Regions from separate parts of the Mus musculus genome. Here all the other regions are linked to region 2. Evidence: chromatin contacts called from public HiChIP or PLAC-seq and Micro-C data. All regions are on one chromosome and are shown on one strand. Each heading gives the region's core, a stretch centred on a gene start, on an enhancer-like site or on the middle of the called end of the contact. The rest is flanking DNA. Distances are from core to core; before and after follow the strand shown. Region 1 overlaps Mrtfa (myocardin related transcription factor A). Region 2 overlaps Mrtfa (myocardin related transcription factor A). Region 3 overlaps Mrtfa (myocardin related transcription factor A).

The links. Hi-C and Micro-C count contacts between places; a contact is called where the count stands out from the background. HiChIP or PLAC-seq counts read pairs in DNA pulled down with a chosen protein or histone mark.
Region 1: a contact with region 2 is called in an H3K27ac HiChIP or PLAC-seq map of embryonic fibroblasts, with 24 read pairs. The contact joins two enhancer-like sites. A contact is called at or near these places in 3 of 15 datasets of contacts at CTCF or cohesin (CD8 T cells, the NIH/3T3 cell line and large pre-B cells), 35 of 484 Hi-C or Micro-C datasets (8-cell embryo, the AML12 cell line, B cells and 22 more), 13 of 115 datasets of contacts at active chromatin or transcription factors (CD8 T cells, the HPC-7 cell line, the NIH/3T3 cell line and 9 more) and 3 of 9 other capture datasets (adipose tissue, liver and pancreatic islet).
Region 3: a Micro-C map of palatal mesenchyme shows a contact between it and region 2, with 2.1 times the contacts expected there. The contact joins two enhancer-like sites. A contact is called at or near these places in 1 of 15 datasets of contacts at CTCF or cohesin (the NIH/3T3 cell line), 3 of 484 Hi-C or Micro-C datasets (double positive thymocytes, palatal mesenchyme and uterus), 2 of 115 datasets of contacts at active chromatin or transcription factors (the NIH/3T3 cell line and intestinal villus epithelium) and 3 of 9 other capture datasets (adipose tissue, liver and pancreatic islet).

The regions. Positions count from the first base shown.
Region 1 is chr15:81,069,324-81,072,514 of GRCm38.p6, forward strand. All of the region lies in intron 2 of Mrtfa (myocardin related transcription factor A), which reads right to left. Among named protein-coding and RNA genes, the nearest start is that of Sgsm3, 93 kb to the left of the region's middle. Within about 2 kb of position 1,333, at least 55 of the 459 cell types and tissues checked have an H3K27ac peak or open chromatin away from gene starts, as enhancers often do. A contact at or near this core is called in the C2C12 cell line, the HL-1 cell line, the NIH/3T3 cell line and 5 more, where this site is marked.
Region 2 is chr15:81,136,158-81,139,469 of GRCm38.p6, forward strand. All of the region lies in intron 1 of Mrtfa (myocardin related transcription factor A), which reads right to left. Among named protein-coding and RNA genes, the nearest start is that of Mrtfa, 53 kb to the right of the region's middle. Within about 2 kb of position 1,319, at least 101 of the 459 cell types and tissues checked have an H3K27ac peak or open chromatin away from gene starts, as enhancers often do. A contact at or near this core is called in the C2C12 cell line, the HL-1 cell line, the NIH/3T3 cell line and 6 more, where this site is marked.
Region 3 is chr15:81,025,876-81,029,229 of GRCm38.p6, forward strand. Mrtfa (myocardin related transcription factor A) reads right to left here. Exons shown (of 14, transcript NM_001082536.2): 4 at 787-842. Among named protein-coding and RNA genes, the nearest start is that of Sgsm3, 50 kb to the left of the region's middle. Within about 2 kb of position 1,961, at least 125 of the 459 cell types and tissues checked have an H3K27ac peak or open chromatin away from gene starts, as enhancers often do. A contact at or near this core is called in palatal mesenchyme, where this site is marked.

The DNA of each region.
Region 1 (3,191 bases), core at 83-2,582, 67 kb before region 2:
ATCAAATATCCTGTGCATCAGATATCTACATTACTATTCATAACAGTAGCAAACTTAAGAGTTATGAAGAAGCAACAAAAATAATTTCATGGCTGGGATCACCAGAGCATGAAAAACTGTATTAAAGGGTTGCAACATTAGGAAGGCCGAGAACCACCAACCAATAGAGATAGTAACAGGTCAGATACCAAGGCTGGCAGTGCAGACATGCCAGCATATCCTTCCCACACTAGGTTTCCTGGCGTGCGGAAGCTGAGCAAGGCAAGGCACGCAACGCAGAGGAATACAAACCTCTATGCTGGGTAATGTGTTCCAGGGGAAGGAGAACAGGTAAAGCTCAGGAACCTAGTGCATCACTGTCCTCGCCACGGCTCCTCCTCAGAGCCAGCTGGGAAGTGGGCTATCAAAGCCTCTCTTCATCCACCCCCACTTAATGAAAAGTGATAAGTATTAGTGAATCAGAAAGGGAAGAACGAAGGCAATCCTCTCATCAGAAACTCCTAGTTCAGCCACACCCTTTCCAACAAGAGCACCTATGAGGTTACTTAGCCATCAGAATAAAAAACGCCAAAAGATTCCAGTGCAGAGGATAGGGAACAACCAGGGTTCTTGAACACAAATGTTCCTCTAGAAATAGTTTACAAGTTTCTTATGAACTTAAACTTCCTATTATCCAAGCCAGAAATCCCATCCCTGAGTGACCTGGGGCTTCTAATATTGGGATGAAACACCATGACCAAAAAGCAAGCTGAGGAGGAAGGGTTCATTTGGCTTACACTTCCACATTGTAGTCCATCCCTGAAGAAAGTCAGGACAGGGACTCAAACAGGGAAAAAACTTGGAGGAAGGAGCTGATGCAGAGGCCATGGAGGGGTGCTACTTACTGGCTTGTTCAGTCTGTCTTCTTATAGAACCCAGGACCACCAGCTCAGGGATGGTACCACCCACAATGGGCTGGGTCCTTCCCCATCGATCACTAACAAAGAAAATGCCCTACAGCCAGATCTTATGGAGGCCTTTTCTCAAATGCAGTTCCTTTCTCTCTCATGATTCTGCCTTGTGTCAAGTTGACATAAAACTAGCACCTACTCAGGAAAGATAAAAAATGTCTGTCCACATAAGGGCCATACCCGAACACACATGTCAGTAATTACCTCAAACTAGAAACAAGTTAAATGTTTTTTATTTGTGAGTGGTATAAAATGTACCAATTCATAGAAATAATAAATATTCAGCAATCAATCAAACAAACAAACTGCAAGCCACTGCAGGGCTGGATCATCCTTTGCAGAACCCACTGAACTACATTCCTGAAAGGGAAGCTCACCACCACACAGAAGCTGACTTCTTTTCTTGTCTCTTCAAGAAGGAGACTACAGTGTTACTCATCAGGACTGAGGAGTGAGGAATGCAGGCTCTGTAAGAATTTGTCTTTTCCTTCCCTTTCTCCTAACCTGGCAACGGTCTAGAAGCAGACTCTTCACTGTTTTACAGATTTGTTGTGATTTTCTTTCCTTTTTTTAAAAGCTCATAAAAAAACAACAAAACAAACAACAACAAAAAACCCAGAATGTTTAGTTAAAACATATGCCCATTACTTGTATACAAAAACATTTCTTAGATTAAAAAAAAAAAAAAAAAAAAAAAAGCTCTAGAGCTGATGCCTTGAGTTAAGTGCTGTGCCTACCACCTGCTAACTCTGAGACCTTGAGATACTCCTCCTTTTGTGTCACTGTTTCCTCACTTATAAAGTAGGGATGAGATAATCCATTTCGGGTCGCTGTAATCAACAACTGAGCACATGTGGAACACTGAAGACAGTGCCCACTCTATAGTCATTTGGTAAGTGTGAGCTGGTGTCGTCACCGTGTATGTGACATAGATAGAAACGTGCCCATACACAGCACAGAGGAGGGCAGGCTCCATTTGGGGCAGAAATAGAAAAATTTTATTTTTCATCTTCTTCCCTTTGGTACGTATCTTCAGAAAGCACTGACTTTTTAAACACATATTTTTGGGGTGACGTGCCCCAAAACAAACAGGAGAAAAGGATGCTGGACAGGAAGCAGGACTCTTGTTTTCAGGTTTAGGTGTACTGTTTACCACTCAGCTACGTCCCTCAAGGCATCACTTCCATCTCCACTGAGGGCGTCCCATCTCTAAAATGGAGTGCTCCCCAGACTTACAATAGCATGGGACAAACCACACTACTTACTTTTTTAATAACTATTATTTATTTAATGTATATGAGTACACTAGAGCTCACACCAGAAGAGGGCATCAGATCTCATTACAGATGGTTATGAGCCACCATGTGGTTGTGGGATTTGAACGCAGGACCTCTGGAGGAACAGTCAGTGCTCTTAACCACTAAGCCATCTCTCCAGCCCCTGAACCACACACCAAGGTGCATGTGTGGTGGCTGGAGGACAGCTTTGTGAGTTTGTTTTCTCCTTACACCTTCACATGGGCTCTGGGGCTTAAATTCAGGTCCTCGGGTTTGCACGTCAAGTGTTCTCACCCACTAAGTCATCTTGCTGTCCCTTGCTCTCCTTTTGATATTTGCTGTCTGACTACCAAGTATCAAGCATGTGAACACAGACAGAAAAACACACCAGCCCACTCTGAGCGCATCTGACAGTTCTGACTAGGCTTACCAACCCAGTGGACGTGTACCCACCAGGACATTCCCTCAATCTGACAGCACTCTGCTAGGAACTGAGAAATAGATGCCTGCATGGCTGGGAGGACTCAGCGCAGGCCTCTACCAAGAGGACACCTCTGAGATGAATCCAGAGTGGCAGGAAGCTGGGCATGGTGGCACACACCTTTAGTCCCAAAATTTGAGAGTGAGAGGCAGTCAGATCTCTGAGTTCAAGGCCAGCTTGGTCTACAGAGAGTGAGTTTCAGGCCACTTGGGGCTATAGAGTGAGACCTCCTATCAAAAAACAAAAACATAACATCCTCAAAATATAGATTTTTCTGGCGGGAAGGAGGGATGGAGAGGGGAGGTGGAGGGAGTCTGCTTACAAGGTTAGATGAGCACCAACCACAGGGGAGAAATGCACAAAGTTAAGAGAGTGACAACAACTTCGTGAGAAATGGAGAACAAAGGAGGAGAAACAGAAAAACCATTTTTATTTTCAGCAGCGTGGATGTGAAAGGGGATGAGGAGGGGACAGAATTGGGTC
Region 2 (3,312 bases), core at 69-2,568:
TGTGTATGTATGTAATGTGTGTGTATGTGTGTGTGTATATAGATATAGATATAGATATATGATGCACAAAGATCTTCAGCACAGTGAAGAGCTGACTGCTTGCTCAGTGGGCACCAGACACAGTGGATGACAAATTCAAAGTCAACACTTCTATCAAAACTTACTTTTCCACATAGAAGGGAAAACTATTTGCTAGCAGACCTGACCTACAAGACATGCTAGGAGTCCTTCAGGTTGAAATAAAACACCAATTCAAATGCAAACACACAAAAACTATAATACAAAGCACTGAGAAATGAATCAAAGAAGTGAGCACAAAAACAGTATGAGTTAATTTGGTTTTCTTCTGTCTTATGAAAATAAGAAGCACAGAATCCAAAAATTGAACCTATGTAAGTAGATTTAATGGGCACATTGTAAATCTCGACCATTTCAACACAAAGGGGGATACAGAGTTATGAAGTTAGACGCTACTGAAATTGAGCTGCTATTAAAGCCAGGCATAGTAGCACATGACTGGAGGCTGAGGCAGAGGATTCTAGGTTGAAAACCAGCCTTACTATAGGATTCATAGTAAGTTCCAGGTCAGCTAGGGCAATACAGCAAAATATTGTCTCAAAAAAAAAAAGTTTAAAAAATATTTTTTTAAAAAAGTGATCCCAGCCGGGCGTGGTGGCGCAGGCCTTTAATCCCAGTACTCGGGAGGCAGAGGCAGGCGGATTTCTGAGTTCGAGGCCAGCCTGGTCTACAAACTGAGTTCCAGGACAGCCAGGGCTACACAGAGAAACCCTGTCTCGAAAAACCAAAAAAAAAAAAAAAAAAAAGTGATCCCAACTAGGGATTATGTTATGTTTCCTACTCCCATGATTTCAACAAGAAGAACTCAAAAGACTTCTCAGGAAAATGAGCAAGGCCAAGGAAAACCACTTAGGAGAAGCAACCATTAAAAGCTCTCTCTACAAGTGCCCCTCAGGAGACACTGCAAATGAGGAAAGGCTGACACTCTGACAGTGAGCGAGAACCAGCATCCCTTGACCAGCTTACACCCCATCCCTACCCGAAAGAGTTAAGTGACCAAAGGGAGCACCCTGCTCTAGCTCCAGATCCAACACCAGAAAGAGTAGCCACTAGCCTCTCTCATCCTTTAGGATGAGGAGGTTAAATTCCTGCTGAGACCAAAAGCCCGGGGCACCGTAGTACAGAGGCTCCACCCAAGCAACAAGAGTCTCAAAATGCTGGGGCTCCAGCTCCATCACTGGGCAAAAATTCCACGCTCTGAGGCAAATCAAAAAGACCACAAGCAACCCCCTGGCCAAGGTCCGAAGGAATGACTCAGAGATCTGCCCAAGAGCAGAGGCGATCCACAGGAAGCTCCCAAGTTCTCCACAGAGGAACTGTTTCTATTTAAACAGGCTGGGGGACTCAAGCCTGAAAGCATCTTGAAAAACAGCTCCTCTTACTTAGGAATAACAATCTAAACCGCAGGGTAGCCAGCTCAGCACTGAGAACCAGGAGAGGCAGCTAGAAGCAGTCCTCCAGGGTCAGAACAAACCTCCAAGACCTCAGCTCCAATTTAAATGATCACACTGACTAACAAGTTATGCCAAGACAAGTCAGTGTCGAGAAGAAAAGTCCCAGAGCAGGCGGACCCTACTGCGCGGTGTGAGGTGCCAGGGAACGGGAGCCGAATGAAACCCTTTGCATTACACGAACATGAGGCTAAAGTAAAGCAACACCTGCAGATGCCACAACAGAGTGCGCATTCATGGGCTTCCATCAGGTAATACTAGGTATGGCTCACAAAGTAAAGGTGTTTGCCACAAAGGCTGAGGGCACCCAAAAGGGAAAAAAAGGAGGGAACTGACTCCCGTAGAAGTTGTGCTCTGACCTCCAGACATTACACACACAACACACACACACACACATCTCTCTCCAAGATAAATAAATATCATAAAATTCTGAGTAGATAAACTGGACTACGTCAAAACTAAAAGCGACACTCTCAAGGTTACCCTCTGATAATATCAAGAGCAATGAAAAAAGACCCAGGCACTCAGCACCTGGAGGGAGGCAGGAGCCTCCTATAAGTTCTCTATAGGAGTTCTAGGCCAGCCAGGGCTCCATAGAGGTGGAAAAAGTCACACAGAAAATATACAAAGCATCATTAAGTAGGGAATTAAGATCATATATAAGGATATCTTAAGATTTAAGAATTAAAAGAGAAATGAATGCATGCAGATGAACAATAAGCATACCAGGAGATCCCACACCACTGTCAGTAGGAGACATGAAACAAAACTACAACGAACAGCTCACAGCCACTACAGCTGTGGAAGTCAGGTGTGCACACAGCAAGTGCTGTGGAGCACGCAAAGTCTATCTACTGTATGATCCCAATCACACAAAAGCTCACAACAAGGAAACGCACAGAAACGAAAGCAGGGAGTAGGCAAAGGGAAATGGCACAGGTCCATCATGGAGTGATGGAGGTGTTCTAACACCAGCAGTGGTGATGCTGGGCATGTTTACAACTCCCTAAGCAGCAGTAAGTTGGATGTTTTGCCTGTGCAGAATTGCAAAGTTTGTTAATTTTGTCTCTGTATGGCTACTTTTTAAAAAGATTTAATGGGGGCTGGAGAGATGGCTCAGCGGTTAAGAGCACTGACTTCCAGAGGTCCTGAGTTCAATTCCCAGCAACCACATGGTGTCTCACACCATCTGTAATGAGATCTTGATGCCTTCTTCTGGTGTGCCTGAAGATAGCTACAGTATACTTATATACATAAAATAAATAAATTAAATTAAAAAAAAGATTTAATGGGCTGGGCAGTGGTGGCATATGATGCCTTTAATCCCAGCACTTCGGAGGCAGAGACAAATGGGTCGCTATGAGTTCGAGGCCAGCCTGGTCTAAAGAGCAAGTTCCAGGGGGCTGGTGAGATGGCTCAGCAGGTAAGAGCACCCGACTACTCTTCTGAAGGTCCTGAGTTCAAATCCCAGCAACCACATGGTGGCTCACAACCTCTTCTGGAGTGTCTGAAGTCAGCTACAGTGTACTTAGATATAATAAGAACAGCCAAGGCTACACAGAGAAACCCTGTCTTGAAAAACCAAACAAAAGATTTAATGGGGAGTCGGGTTGGAGAAATGGCTCAGTGGTTAAGAGTACTTGTTGCTCTTCCAGAGGAAACAGGAACAGAATCCCAGAGCCCACACTGTGACTAACAGCCACTTGTAACTCAAGTTCCAGGGAATCTGTCACCATCTTCTGGCCTCCCTGGGCCACATACATAGTGCACAAAGCACATATAC
Region 3 (3,354 bases), core at 711-3,210, 110 kb before region 2:
GCAAATGCTGACCTTACTCCCCGCTGGGCCTTCTCTGTCTCCAAGCAAATGGAAGTAAGCAAGCAAATGGTTTGTTACTGCTTCTGTTTCTCAGTTTCCCACCCTGATTTCCGCTCTTCCTACTCCCTAAGAGTTAATCTTGATTTTCTATAGAGAAAAAAGCAGTCCAGTGGGGGCACTAGGGGAACCATAAGCTGCTCCCTCCCCGTCTCCACCCACAGCAAGCACAGGACATTGCTGGGGAGGGGGGAGTAGAGGGAACTGAAAAGGAGGGGACAAGGCTGCAACTACAGTGCTTCAGCAGAAAGTGTGGCTTTTGCACGCCAGGTCTGCTTTACAAGGGCAGAAGTGGATGCTGGCTGCTTTGGGGCAGGTGGAGATGGAGGTTCCCTGGAGCCCATAGGCTGTGGGCAGTGTGCTCTCGAGTGGAGCAGCCATGGGCAGGACTGGTGCAGATCACCTACGTGAGCCTAAATGGAGTCGGTGGAGGGAAGATGAGACGTCTTTAGGCCAGGTTTGGGGAGGGAGCTCTGGTGACCTTCACAAGGCCTCCAAGGTACTAAAAAGAGAGTCTCACTCTGTCTATATTCTACCAGGGAGAGTGGCTGGGGGGGGGAGGGGAGAAACAGGAAAGGCCAAGGTTTTATAGTAGAAACCTAGAGTAGAGCTACAAGGTGAGGGCTGACCCCAAAGCTGTGCTAGACTGGAAGGAAACGCAGTTGGCTGGTGCTGACGGTGTACTCTGCAGGTCGGGGGTGGGGGGTGGGGGTGAGGAGGGAGCCTTACCCTGGCCCGCTCCAGGCTTCTTCTCTGCTCATGAAATGCAGCGGGGCTTTTCAAAGCTGTTGAGAAAAGAACCATAAAAGAATTACATTTAGAGACTGAGGCTAGCTCTGTGCTGGAGTGCCTGCATGGCACAGGCAAGCCCCTGGGCTCAGTCCCAGAACCAAAACCCCAAACAGCAGCAGAACCCACCTCCTAGTGACACTCCATGTACAGCACTACCACTGCAGGCGAGAAATGCCACCTGGCACCCAACAAGCATGTGTCTTTATGGCTGGTCACTCTGAGACCCCTGGGGACAGCAGGACCTCTTGACCTTTGGCTCAGTGCTACACCATTCTCCATCCCACCAGTTAGCTCCATGACTGCCTGGCTTGGGCAGATCTGTGAGCTGCACCCACCACACTTTTTCTGTCTTATTAGAAATTGCAGTGGCCACATAGGGAGGTGAAAGCAGAGGCCCGACCCCTCACAGGGCAGCATCTTTGCTCAGCCGGGACTAACGGCTTGGTTAGAATGACTCTCAGGTTTATCTTTGAGAACTATGAAAATTTCAGTCATTGTTGGCTGACCCTCGTGAAAGCTGGGTCCCATTCTGGGGTCTGCTGAGCTTCTGTCACTAATGGTAAGCCCGGCCACAGCTCCTCTGCAAATGCAGCATGAGCACTCCAAGTCTCTTGTAAGGCGACACATGACAACTTAAGACGCCGGGGAGGACAGGGGGCGTGTGGCTCCCTTCGCTAGGGAGCAATGGCAGTAGGTGAGAAGCATGTGAGGCTGTGGTCGGTTTCAGTTCTGCTGCCCAAGGCTGCAGACAGTGTGAGACTGTGTGCAAAGATAACCTTCCAGGCCTGTGGTGGGAGCCACTAAAAGTAGCAAGACACAGATAGGACCTATCCTGCCTGGCCTCTGTGCTTCCGCCCCTCCATTCCCAGGGGTGGGCCTCCTGGGAGCATGCTCAGAGGAGCTTCACCATCCTGGCAGCAGTTTTGTTTAGATTAAAGACAATGTTAAAAATAGTAATAATAGGAGAGAAAACGGTAAGGCCATGTGAGCCCTTCCATTTTCTGACAGCAGGGGGAGCTCTAGACTCAGCAGACACCCTCAAGACAAACCAGTACAGGTTCTCTCCTCAACCTGCACAGCTAGAGAACCCATTCAGGGAACCGCCCAGGCTGCCCCAAGGGAAGGAAGCCCGCCCTCATTCCTGGTTCCACTGTGCAAGAATGCACTGGACCAAAGTTGGCTTTCAGGGCCTGGAAGCAGGAGTGTGGTCTGAGAGTGACAGGCTAGCACCACTCCCTCCCACAACGCTGGGACAACAAGCCCACAGGAGCATGCCCCATCTCTCTCACACAACACAGGAGCATGCCACATCTCTCTCTCTCTCTCTCTCACACAACACAGGAGCATGCCACATCTCTCTCTCTCACAACACAGGAGCATGCCACATCTCTCTCTCTCACATAACACAGGAGCATGCCACATCTCTCTCTCTCACACAACACAGGAGCATGCCACATCTCTCTCCTTCTCACAACACAGGAGCATGCCACATCTCTCTCTCACACAACACAAGAGCATGCCACATCTCTCTCTCTCTCACAACACAGGAGTATGCCACATCTCTCTCTCACACAACAGAGCCGCCCTATAGTCACTCATTCAGTAAGCTGCTATCGGGTGTCTGTAAGAGGGTTCTATGTGGTCAGCAAGAGGGCTCTGTACTATAGCTTGAAACCTCAGGTTAACTGTCAGGTCCTAGAGTTCAGATTCAGAGTTAGAAACCTGGAAAAGTTCCTGTGTTGAAGGATCTGAGTCCCATTACAGGGTCCTAACAACTCTTGGGACAATTCAGCTTATGACTACTTTTTTGGAGACTGAGACTCTGCCCACCTCCTGGAACAAAGACTCCCATCACTGGGGCTAGAGAGATGGCTCAGCAGTTACTTCAGGCAGCTCGTGATAGTCGATCACCCCAGCTTCAGGGGACCCAATGTCCCTGCTACTAGCTTCTGAGGCATCTACATGCATGTACACGCATCTACACACACAAACTCCCTCTCCCTTTCTCTCCCTTATTAATTAATTTTTCCAAACAGGGTTTCTCTGTTTAGCCATGGCCACACTGGGAATAGCTCTGTAGTCCAGGCTGGCCTTGAACTCAGAGATCTACTTGGCTTTGCCTCCCAAGTGCTGCAATTAAAGGTGTGCGCCACCACTGCCCAGCCAACTCTATTTTGAAAGAATCAGGCTGAGTGCGGTGATGCACACCTTTTATCCCAGCACTCGGGAGGCAGAGGCAGGAGGGTCTCTACGAGTTCTAGGGCAGCTTGGTCTACAATGAGTTCCAGGATAGTCAAGGTTATGTAGAGAGACCCTGCCAACATACTAATAAATAAGAACAAAACCCAAAAAGCACGCACCCACTGTCTCATGGGATGCACTGCTGCCACAAGCGCGGCTTAGCCAAGTCACTAGCTTATTCTCTCGGGCTGGCTGGGCCTGGCTGCAGACACAGATGATTGTCTAAGCCCTGGCTACCTGAACATCCTATCCTTGCAACCCCAG